3 separate regions of the Gossypium hirsutum genome follow, and all the other regions are linked to region 1. A link is a contact called in public Hi-C data. All regions are on one chromosome and are shown on one strand. The core of a region is the stretch at or near the end of the contact, and the rest is flanking DNA. Distances in the headings are between cores, read along the strand shown.

What was found. A called contact is a pair of places that touch in the nucleus more often than the background predicts.
Region 2: a Hi-C map of leaf shows a contact between it and region 1, with 2.9 times the contacts expected there. The contact joins the promoter of LOC121202989 here to the promoter of LOC121204460 in region 1. A contact is called at or near these places in 2 of 34 Hi-C or Micro-C datasets (both in leaf).
Region 3: a Hi-C map of leaf shows a contact between it and region 1, with 2.1 times the contacts expected there. The contact joins the promoter of LOC107952708 here to the promoter of LOC121204460 in region 1. A contact is called at or near these places in 4 of 34 Hi-C or Micro-C datasets (leaf and petal).

The regions. Positions count from the first base shown.
Region 1 is chrA08:64,525,293-64,528,990 of Gossypium_hirsutum_v2.1, forward strand. LOC121204460 reads left to right here and starts at 1,812. Exons shown (of 3, transcript XM_041074266.1): 1 at 1,812-2,699; 2 at 3,683-3,698. The coding sequence starts at 2,672. It overlaps LOC107919833 (protein phosphatase inhibitor 2), which reads left to right. Exons shown (of 5, transcript XM_016849324.2): 3 at 197-309; 4 at 481-654; 5 at 1,345-1,803. The coding sequence ends at 1,577.
Region 2 is chrA08:63,723,791-63,727,488 of Gossypium_hirsutum_v2.1, forward strand. It overlaps LOC121202989 (remorin), which reads left to right and starts at 1,876. Exons shown (of 5, transcript XM_016847004.2): 1 at 1,876-2,263; 2 at 2,360-2,410; 3 at 2,501-2,588; 4 at 2,728-2,809; 5 at 2,899-3,326. The coding sequence starts at 2,104. The coding sequence ends at 3,093.
Region 3 is chrA08:63,767,535-63,771,232 of Gossypium_hirsutum_v2.1, forward strand. It overlaps LOC107952708 (transcription factor LAF1), which reads right to left and starts at 1,884. Exons shown (of 3, transcript XM_016887871.2): 1 at 1,649-1,884; 2 at 1,171-1,300; 3 at 404-1,072. The coding sequence starts at 1,784. The coding sequence ends at 589.

The DNA of each region.
Region 1 (3,698 bases), core at 562-3,061:
CTAGTTTCTGATTCAAGTAGTCGAGAACTAGCTGATTTTAAGAAGGATGTTCCCATTTTGATCATAGTTGTTCGTTTTTATGCTTCTATCTTGTTTTGATATAGTTAGCTACTGTAACAAGAATTGTAAGTTTTTGTAGTTATAATATTCTTAGTTGTGTTTTGGATCTAATAATAATTCTTTCTTGGGGAAACAGTAGGCGTGTAAGATGGAATGAGGAAAATCTGGGGGAAATTGAAGCAAATAAACCCGTAAGGCAGAAAATAACTGAACCCAAGACGCCGTACCACCCCATGATTGATGATGATGGTATTTTCACTTGCATAGTGATTTACCTCTTGTATTAGCCTATATTTTTGTGTGAGAAATTTAGGAAATGGTGCTTGTGTAATTTTATTTTCACTTTATTTGTACCTTGGTTAGAGCATTAATCTGAACATTGGATTACATTTCTCACCTTATAGTTCGTATCTTGGTTAGGGTCTTTGTCTCCCAGAGGACGTAGTTTCAACGATTGTGTCATTGATGTGGATGCTGAGGAATTATGCTCTGCTTTGAAAGATGTGGCTTCCTCAAGTAGAAAAACAACTGGGCAGTCTGGTGGTTGGACTTCTTCTGATGATGAGGCTGATCCTATGGATCATGATGAAGAAGGTTTGTTGACCATTGCTTTTTAGTTGTCGTTTCTGATGGCATATTGGAAAATGTTTTACTTTCCTTTTAAGTTGGTTAGCATATCTAATGACTGCTTTATCTTTCATGAGATTACAAGGGAGCAATAATCCTTGTTTGTGTGAATGGTATAAGGTTTGCTCTAGAAAACAGGCTTTTGATGGTTAGAGCCTTTCTTGTTTCTCCTAGTGGAATTTATCATCGGACATTTTCTTTTGGAAGGATGTGAGGATGAGCGTTGAAGTGGTCAGGATTTACCTGCTGCTGTCTGGTAGAAAAAGTCATGATGTTGAATATTATCATTAAAAGCACTATAGCTTCTAAACTTCTTCTTTAACTTAGCTTGGAATTTTGCACCGTTTTTTTTGTACCCTTTTATCTAGGTTCATATGATCTTTATGAATCTCTTAGTTTTCTCTGATGCTTTTTAAGTTATTGAGAAACAAAACAGAAATAAATGACATGATGAAAAAATCACACATTATCCAATTGCAAACAGTGATGAAGGTTCAAGACCACTCATTCCCCCTTGCCCTTGCCCTGCTCCTTCCCCATCCCAATCTATTTTATCTCTTTTAGTTCATCAATTGTGTACAATGTATTTCTTATGCTTAATCCGTGGTTGATGTTTTTAGTCTGTTCCACATTTTTTTGGTTCAAATTTCCAAACAGATCAGAATGGTAAGAGTTTTAAGGAGCAAAGGAAAGCACACTATGATGAGTTTTTGAAAATAAAGGAACTGCGACGTAAGGGTTCTTTCATTGAGGATGAAGATGATGAAGTGGAGGGTGATTCATCATCATCATTAAGCTCTGGTGTCAAAGACATAGGAATTGTGGAAGGTCCTGCAAGTTTGCCCCAAAAGTCTTCTGCAAGTCCTGGGCATCCAGGTAATGGATTGTGATTGTGAAGTCATCTGACCAGTCAAAGACGCAAAAGCTCGCTCTTTTGACATTCTTTTATGGTTGTTTGATGTTTATTTTGATGCACCGAAAAAAATTTAGGGATTTTCTTTTTACCATATTTGAGTTCGCTTGTACAAAAATGTCTAATTTGGCATGTTTGTTTGAAATCTTGCGCATCTAAACTTGTGGTCTTAACAAATAAGCATGATGGCGAAGGATTTGTGACATTGCTGTCTACCCTCATACTTATGCATCATTGCAAATTAAAGTGGGAGATTTTGATGCTGTACTGTCATCTTTCGCAAGCGGATTTGAGTATGAACTAAGATTCATCCTCAACTTTGTAAAAGAAGATTTTCATGTTAGGCTAACAAAATTGTCTCAAATCGTAGCAGCTGCAAGCTTATCCCGAGCACACATCGTTTCTCAACTTGTGCACTGTTGAATAAAGGCAGCAATATACCAATGAGGGTCTCAAAACTTCAACAATATATAGCTAGTCTAGAAACTGTCATCATGTATACCGGTAAGGCTTAAATGGCAAGCCTAGCCTAACAAAGATTCAACCATGCATCCTAAATCCTTTCCAAGCCTAGTACCCACCTACCTACCTTAGAGTTTAGCTCCACAGCGTCCCAAGAGCTGCGTATAATGGGAAGTGGTATCACAGTACTTCAAGCACACTAACGATAGGGTAGATAGTGCATGAGAATATCGTGTCAAACGCGCAAGTAACTATTATTAACCCCACATTAAATAGGAAAGAGGTCTTTAAGCATATATGATAGTTCAATGTACACCCTTGGGAGCGATGTAGGCAAAATTATTGAGAAGCTATAAGCTTATCGTGAGGTTAGATGGGATGACAATTGCATAATTTTTTTCTTTTGAAAGAAACGATATTTAGGTATATAAGTTGGTCTGCTGCAGCTACACTCAATTCCATACAATTAACTACTGAAGAAAAAAACCTCTTAAAAGAAAGTGACTGCCTTGTCACCTTTTGTCGTTTGTTTCTTTTTCCTTTCCTCCGGCAGAATAAAAGCCTGGCCTTTTCCCCTCTCCATCGTTGTCATTCTGCTGGTGATTTGAGATGTTTTTCTCCCAGCCGTATTGTGGAGGTTCTCCTCTTGCTCACAGCTCTTGGCTTGGCCCTCGTTTTCTCTCCGGTTGCCCCGCTCTCTGTCTTTTAGCATCATTTTTAATCATCAGTGTCAAAACCACTTGTTAAATTGCGGGATCGGTTGTGGGGTCAATTGACCAGACAAAAATTTTAAGAAAAAATACTTTATAAAAAAAAATAAGTAGTAAATTATTTGGAAAACAACTTTTTTTCATTCAACATTCATCATTTTTTTCTGAAAATTTTCTTGTTCTCTCATTCTCTCCATAATTTTACTAAATAGATTATCAACCTTTCTATACATTTAAGTATGTTGACTTAATTAACAATTATTCTTTTCAATTTCAAATTTTATTAATTAATCTCTAAAAATTAAAGTTGTGGCTTTACTTGATAAATTAGGATTTTTAGACAAGATTAAGTTTTTATTGATGGAATGGTTTTGGGATGTTGATTTTGTATGAGATTATTAATATCTTGATTGATTTATATTTTTAGAGAACATTAATATAAATCCTTGAAGAAATTAAGATTGATTGGTTGTATAATCATTTATTTCTTGAATATTGATTAAAAATAAACATTTTTGTTTGAAAAATTATTGTTGTTGGTCTAATTTCGTGCATTCTGTGTTTTACATATTGTATTTTTATAACACCAAAAAACATTTATAATTTTTATGTTGTGAAGGAAATTATATTTTATCTGGATAATTGCAAAAAAAGATTTTCTTTTAATTCAACTTATAAAAATGATATGCATTATTTTATTTTATTTTTCAGCTTGTATAAATCGCTATTACTCTAATACCAATAATATTTGGCTTTATAAAAATTTTTATATTTAATTACCATTTACATAGTTTTGTAATACTCTTATATTTAATTAATTTATATAAACTTTTTAGAGGTTTTAATTTTTCAAAAATTGACCCATAATCGAAAGATTCTGGCTCCCCCTATTGATCATGGATCTCTACAGGATGGAGCTCGTTGGA
Region 2 (3,698 bases), core at 626-3,125, 800 kb before region 1:
CAACATATAATGTCGGTGTAGACTTGGCAACTTTGTAATCAATTGACAACTTCATGTTGTACTGTTTGATGACAAACATACAGTCTGCCTTGTTCTCGAACCGTTGCCCAATGTACAACTCCCCCAACTACGAATTTGACACCAATTTATGAGCAGGTACTATATCGGCGTACTCAGGGAACTCGGATACATGCGTTGTATCTGGATCTACGTTCAACATGTTGCTCCCAAGTTTATTTCGTAAAACAATGCCACAACTCGAGTTACTGAATGAAGGGTCGTGAACATCTTCAACCTCCTCCGGGCATTCATCATCAATATTGTCCAGAACCTCATCAACATCGGGGTCACTAAAATCTTCAACGTCCTGATCAAAACCTTCACCATTATTGGTCATTTCTCCGACATCTGCCTCTGTGCTTATTATCACCTCCGGATGTATTTGTAGACGGGGACTGGTATTAGGGTTGTTATACGAACTCCCACCATAATTTAGATTTTCGGGTATCTGCGATGTCCCTCTACATTCTAACTGGTCTATCCATCCGACATTAAGATCAAAGTCAAATTTGTGATGTTGACTTATTTGACTAACATTCTCAACAGGCTCTAAGTCTACTAACTCAGCAAATAACTCAATTGGTTAGGGTTCTCACTCCCAGTCGACCACCATATTTCCATCATAGTGCCTAAGTCATCATTATCTAATAGTTGCATCTCATAAATTTGAACGGATCTATAGAGATTGGAAACTTGTAAAATAATCTGAACATTGCCCTTCCACAATAGATAGCTATTTTCGCACTGATATTCTTTTTCATTTCTACCAGCTTCACATTTTTTTTTTGAATTGCAACCCTATCTTTGTCGACATTGAAATACACAACCAACATCACATTCTACAATTTTACCATAAAAAAGAACGTACACCAAAAACACCTCATTATTCATATTCAACAGAATTTTTGAATTCTTCTACTAAACACAACAATTTCACCATTCAATATATGCTAGAGAACGGGGCTATACAAAATGGCTCCACTAAAATAAAATATTAAATATTTATATTAAAAAAATAAAAAAATTACACTTGTAATAAAGTGAGATCCATTTAGAATGGCTCCACCAAATTAAATATTAAATTTTAAAAATTTAAATATAATTTAAAAAAGAATTTGAATATCTTTAAAAATAATTTTAGAAAATTATATTTAAAATTAAAAAATATTTAAAATATTATTCAACAAATAATAAATTTGAAAAGTCATATCTTTAAAAATAATTATTTTAAATGTTTTATAATATTAAAAAATTATATTTAAAATTGAAAAAATAATATTTAAATTTTAAAAAATATATTTAAAATTAAAAAAATACTCACATTTTATAAAACCAATAATAAACAAATAAATAAATGACAAATAAAAAACCTTAAAAAAAAGGAAAAAGGATAAAGAATTAGAAAAAGTAACGTGGATGAAAAAAATAAAAAATTAATCTGTTTTAATAAGCAAATAGGCAAATAGGTAGATAGGCTATTATCTTGGAATTTGGTGGCGCCAATTTATTTGGCTCTATCAGAAAAAAGTAAATTTTCTTAAATCATCATATTTTCGAAAATCAAAGTATTTCCTTAGTATTTATATAAGTAGTGCTATTCTATATAGTTTCACAAAAAAATTAATTTTTTAATACAGATTGTTGACGCGGTTGGTGGCCCAAAACACTTTAGTTCCACCAATTTTTACTATAAAATTTGAGTTATTTTCGTATTTTATAAAAAAATAAATTATTTAAGTAATTAATTATTTTTTAGGTTATTTTTATAAAAAAGCCTAAAAAATTTAAATATTAATATTTTAACATGAATTTATTAGATTTCACATCCTGAAAAATAAGGAAGGTAAAAGCAGCAAGTTTAGAGTCGCTTTCTGCCAACTCATAAGTTACCCAGTAGTACCTACAATACAGCTCAGTCAGTCAATGGAAGAAGCTACAGTTAAAGTCTGTTCTCTGCCCCCCAACCCCAACCTAACTATAATATCTCAACCACCTCTTTTTCTTCACTTTCAGTTTTAAATTCTCTTTTTTGTGCACGCCCACATGGCAGATGTCGAAGAACCCAAGAAGCTTGAATCCGAAATCCCCTCCGACCCTCCGCCGCCACCCACCGAAGCCGCCGTGGAAAAATCCGTGACTCCACCTCCTCCTACTGAAGAAAAGCCCGCCGACTCTACGGAAAAGCCTCCCGAACCCATCGAAAGTATATATCTATATATCCCTTCTTTTTCCGTTTCAGCTCTGCTTCTGCTTCTGCGTGTTTCATTTTTTCTAATAATAAAAATTTGATGATATGCAGAGGCGGCAGAGTCGACGGAGAAGAAAAGCACGGAGGTGTCTGTTGATCGAGGTAATTTCGTTTCTCCATCTTGCGTTTCACAAAATCTTAGTATTTAGAATATGATTAAATTGAAAATTTCCCCCGGCTGTCTTTCTCCAGATGCTGTGCTTGCTAGAGTTGCGACTGAGAAGCGAATTTCACTAATCAACGCTTGGGAAGAAAGTGAAAAAAGCAAAGCTGAGAACAAGTATCAACTTTCTTCCCCTTGCCTTATTGTGAAAATTATAGGAAAACTGATATAAAAATGATTGCATACCATAACCATGCAATTAAATTATGTTTTCTGGCTGCTTTCTTACTCAAAGCTTATTGATATGGTTGAGCAGAGCACAGAAGAAGCTTTCTTCTATTGCGGCTTGGGAGAATACCAAGAAAGCAGCTATAGAGGCTGAGCTAAAAAGGATTGAGGTATTAATTTAATCAAGCATCCTTGGATGAAGATGATTATTATTATTATTGTTATTGAGTGTTGAGTGTTGAATTATATATATGAGCAGGAAAAGTTAGACAAGCAGAAGGCCGAGTATGTGGAAAAAATGAAAAACAAGGCAGCCTTAATCCACAAGGAAGCAGAAGAGAAGAAGGCAATCGTTGAAGCTAAGCGAGGGGAGGATGTTCTCAAAGCGGAGGAGTTGGCGGCAAAGTACCGTGCCACCGGAACCACTCCGAACAAGACCCTTGGTTGTTGTTGAGGATGAAATCATTAGAAAATGGGGTCATTTTATTCTCTTAGAGTTCATTTAAAAATATGTTTGTTTGAGTTTTAATATGGTGAAAGCATTAACCATTGTTCTGTGTGTATGTATTTCTGTGTGTAATTGTGTATATAATAGCATTAAGTAAAAAATTGGTTATTGAATTTGTTAGAAGCAAATTTTTGATGTAATAATGTTGAAGCATGAAGGTAATAGTTTGAAGTGGTCAATCTTAGAACGTTATATAAGTTTTATATTGGTCTTGAAGACATAGCTTAACAAGTAATATTATTATTATTATTATTATTATTATTATAATATAAATTGCTCTGTCCATGACAATTGGGAAACCCCTACTGGCTTATATGCATTGCAAAGTTATTCATGATGCAAAATGCAGTCACTTATTATATAGGAAACTCCTTTTCAGAGCTTTAATAGCCAAGACATTCTATTCTTTGGACGGTGATATTTGCTAAAACTAACAAAGAAAGCAACAAGAAGCACAACGAGCTTCAGAAATTTCACTTTCTCTTTCCTGCCAAATAAGACGCTATAGGAATGTGGTGATTTCATTTCTGCTCCGTTTCAAACTCCACTTT
Region 3 (3,698 bases), core at 634-3,133, 760 kb before region 1:
CCTCTACGATCGATCCTACCCATTTTAAAACTCAAACTCCTGCAACATCTTTTTCTATGACCTTCCTGTATATTTGATGATCAGTTATTCCTTAAAAGTAGACAACTTGGCCTGAACAGATATGGATTAATGTTAGGATGGCTGAGCCTCTCGGATTTTCATTGGTATGCATGAGTTTTTCTCTACACTATTGTTGAGTTTAAGTGTGGATCCTATCAGAATGTATTTTAGTATAGGAAGGTAATAATTGTACTCCTTGAAACAAAAAAAGAGTTAAAGCCAAAGTTTGACCCCTTCCACATAACTACTCCCACTGTGCTGCGGCCAATGAAACCATGAAGTTCCTTTTTTTCACATTAAAACACTTCTTATAGGACAAAAAGCTAAATGAAAATTTCAGAAATATTAAAGTTTTCCTGTTAAACAAAGAAATTGAGAATCTTGAATCCGTACTTTCGATAATAAAAAAAACAAGGTAGCACCCATGGAGATTTGGCCTTATATGTACACTCCCTCATTATTCATACTGAAATCACTAATATGTTTTGAACAAAAAAAAGAAAGAAAGGATGAGTACATCTGTCTTTATTATTCCCACCCAGAACCAATAAAGTCGTTCCCTGAAATCTGGAATTCAAACTTGAACAATTGGTTTACTGATGCATCGTTTAGCAGATCCTGAAGACCAGTGCCAAATCCTCCCTCATTGAATACAAAACCATTCATGAAAGGATCCTCGAAGCTGGAAGCTGAAGCTTGATTATATCCATCAGAGTAAGCTGCTGGCTTACTTCCACCTTCTTTATCAAGCGATAGCCACTCTGCGAATAAAAGCTTCGGCAGTGGGCTTCGTTGGGGCAAGTCAAAATGCATTGGAACAGTTTGATCAGTAACAAAGCTTGCCGATTGGTCCGTAAGGTTTTGAGGCAGCACACTAGATTCTGAGGTTGAAGATGTGTGTTGAGCTTCCAAATTTTCAACTTTTACGATCCTTTTCTTCAGATAAGAATGCCAGTAGTTCTTAATCTCATTATCTGTTCTTCCAGGCAAACTTTGTGCAATTTGGGACCATCTATTCAATAAAAAGATCAGACATCTTCATTAGTTCCTTGTAAAACTGAGGATATATATATATAATAATTCTTCACAATTAATGACAAGTGTACGTACTTGTTGCCTAACAAATGATGAAGGGAGAGGATAACGTCGTCCTCTTGGGGAGTAAACATCCCTCGTTTTAATCCAGGCCTCAAGTAATTAATCCACCTTAGTCTGCAGCTCTTCCCATTCCTCTGCAATCCTGGATATCCATGCATCTATCATATTAATTCATACCCTATTTTCGTCATTTCACTCATCATCACTCTCTCTCACTTCCACTTTACAGGGACAGTGTACGATGAAAGAAACAGTCGCTGTCTTTAACTAAAGAAATTTCTTGAATATTTTGGACTGACACTGACTGCCAAACCAAAGTAGAAAAAGATTAATCCCATGACCATGACACATAAAATAAATAAGTGTACCATCTTAGGTTCAGATTCATTTGCTAAGGAATGCTTCTAACAAGTCAAATTAATAGTGGTGGTGATAAGCATGAGCTACACAAATATTGCAGGGAAGTTAATACGAATACAAGAAAACAGACCTGCATTGATGGGAACAGAGCTCCAGCAAAGATGGCCATGTTTGAGGACATAGTTTTTGAGCTTTAGGTCTTCTTCAGGTGACCATAACCCCTTCCTATGCTTAGCTTTTGGCTTATCAGATGGCTTGCAACCCATTTCTTGAATTATTACAAAGAAGAGAGAAAGGCAGGGAAGAAGGTTAAGGGCAGTCGGTATGGGAAGCTGCAAAAGCAATAAATACCATCTTATTTGACTTTCTCATACCTAACCTACAACTACAAGGTCTTTAATTAAGGAAAATAAATAAATAGAAGCTATGTATGTATTGTTTGGACCACTTTAAGTCTGAGCTGGTAAAACTAGCTACAAATGCATATGTGTTTTTCTATTACTTCAATAATCTCTACTGATAAATGTAAAACCAAATTTGAATAATTCATTTTGTCCTTAATTAAAATGATTAATTTAATCTTTATATATTACTATGTCAAACTGGAATTATTTTTTATTTGTATAAAATAAGTAAAAGAAAAATTATCATAATTCATAAATGGAATTATTTCCAAAAAAATCTGGTTGTCCTGTGGGATATATTTATAATAATAATTTAAAGGGCAACACCAAATTATAGATTTTCAGTTACAAAATTATCATTTAATTATTCAATTTAAAATTACTAATGTAAAAATGAAAACACCTAAAAGTTTTAATATAGTTGGGTGACAAAAAAGATAAAATTAAATAGTTAAGTGTCCATTTTATAACTTTTCATATTTGAGTAACCAATAAAAAATTTACTAATAATTAAATCATCATTTTGTAACCTTCCATAATTGGGTGATTATTACTATAGTGTAACATAATTCAAAACAAAATATTGTTTTCCTTATGAATTCTAGACCTGCCCATGGGCCAGGACACCTGATCCGAAGGCCCGCCCGAAAAGTGGGAGGGTTTGGGCAAAAATATAGGCCCGAAAAATGGGCATGGACAAAAAAATAAGACTTGTTTTAAAAACGGGTCAGGTCACGGGTAAGACATTTTTGGCCCGAGCCCAGCCCGGCCCGAATTCACTAAATGAAAAAAAAAGCTATTTTTTTTATTTTAATGATATTTTCTTATTGTTTTCTCCTTATTTTGCTATCATTTCACTATTATGTTGCTACATTTTGTTGTTATTATTTAGATATTGTATAACACTTGTTTTATTGTTAATTTTATTATTATTTTAGAGACATTTTCTTGTTAAGTTGCGTCTATCTTAGTATTATTTAAGTATACATATTTTTTAAAATTTATTTTCAATTTTTTAATATTTTAATATTTTTAGTATTTTGATGTATTATATATATATATTTAAAAATTATGTAAAAACTAATATAATATAAAAAAATTAATATGGGCAGGTCGAGTCGGGCCTGGATTTTAGCATTTTTATTCGGGTTGGACTTGGACAAATTTTAGGCCTATTTTTTGGGTTAGACCGAACCCAGACCTAACAAACTGGCATAATTTTTTGCTTGGACCCATCCCGAACCCGACCCGGCCCATGATCACCTCTAATGAATTCATACCAAACACCCTAGGTTTAATAAAAAAAATCTTTCGAAAATATCTGATTATACTCTAAGTTCCGATGAAAAATTTAATAATATCTTTTTTATATTAAAATTTAATAATAATAATATTAAATTATAATATAATAGTTTTTATTTTTATTTAAATATATTTTAATTAACTAAAATTTTTGTTTATATATTAAATAAATAAAATTAGCTCTTGCGTAGCATGGATAATAAACTAGTATTCTAATATAATCATATGTAGTTTTAAATTAATATATATAAGTTTGAGAAATTATTTTATGAATCTTTTCCACTACACCACTAAAATTAAATTAATTATAAATCATATTAAGTTTTGATATAATAATGTATTAAACATAATATATTTTCAATTAATATATATTAGGTTTTTTTAATTATTATTGAATTCAATTATAAATTATAAGGATAATATAACATTTGGCACATGTACTTTTATAAAATGTTTAATATGGTATTTGTACTT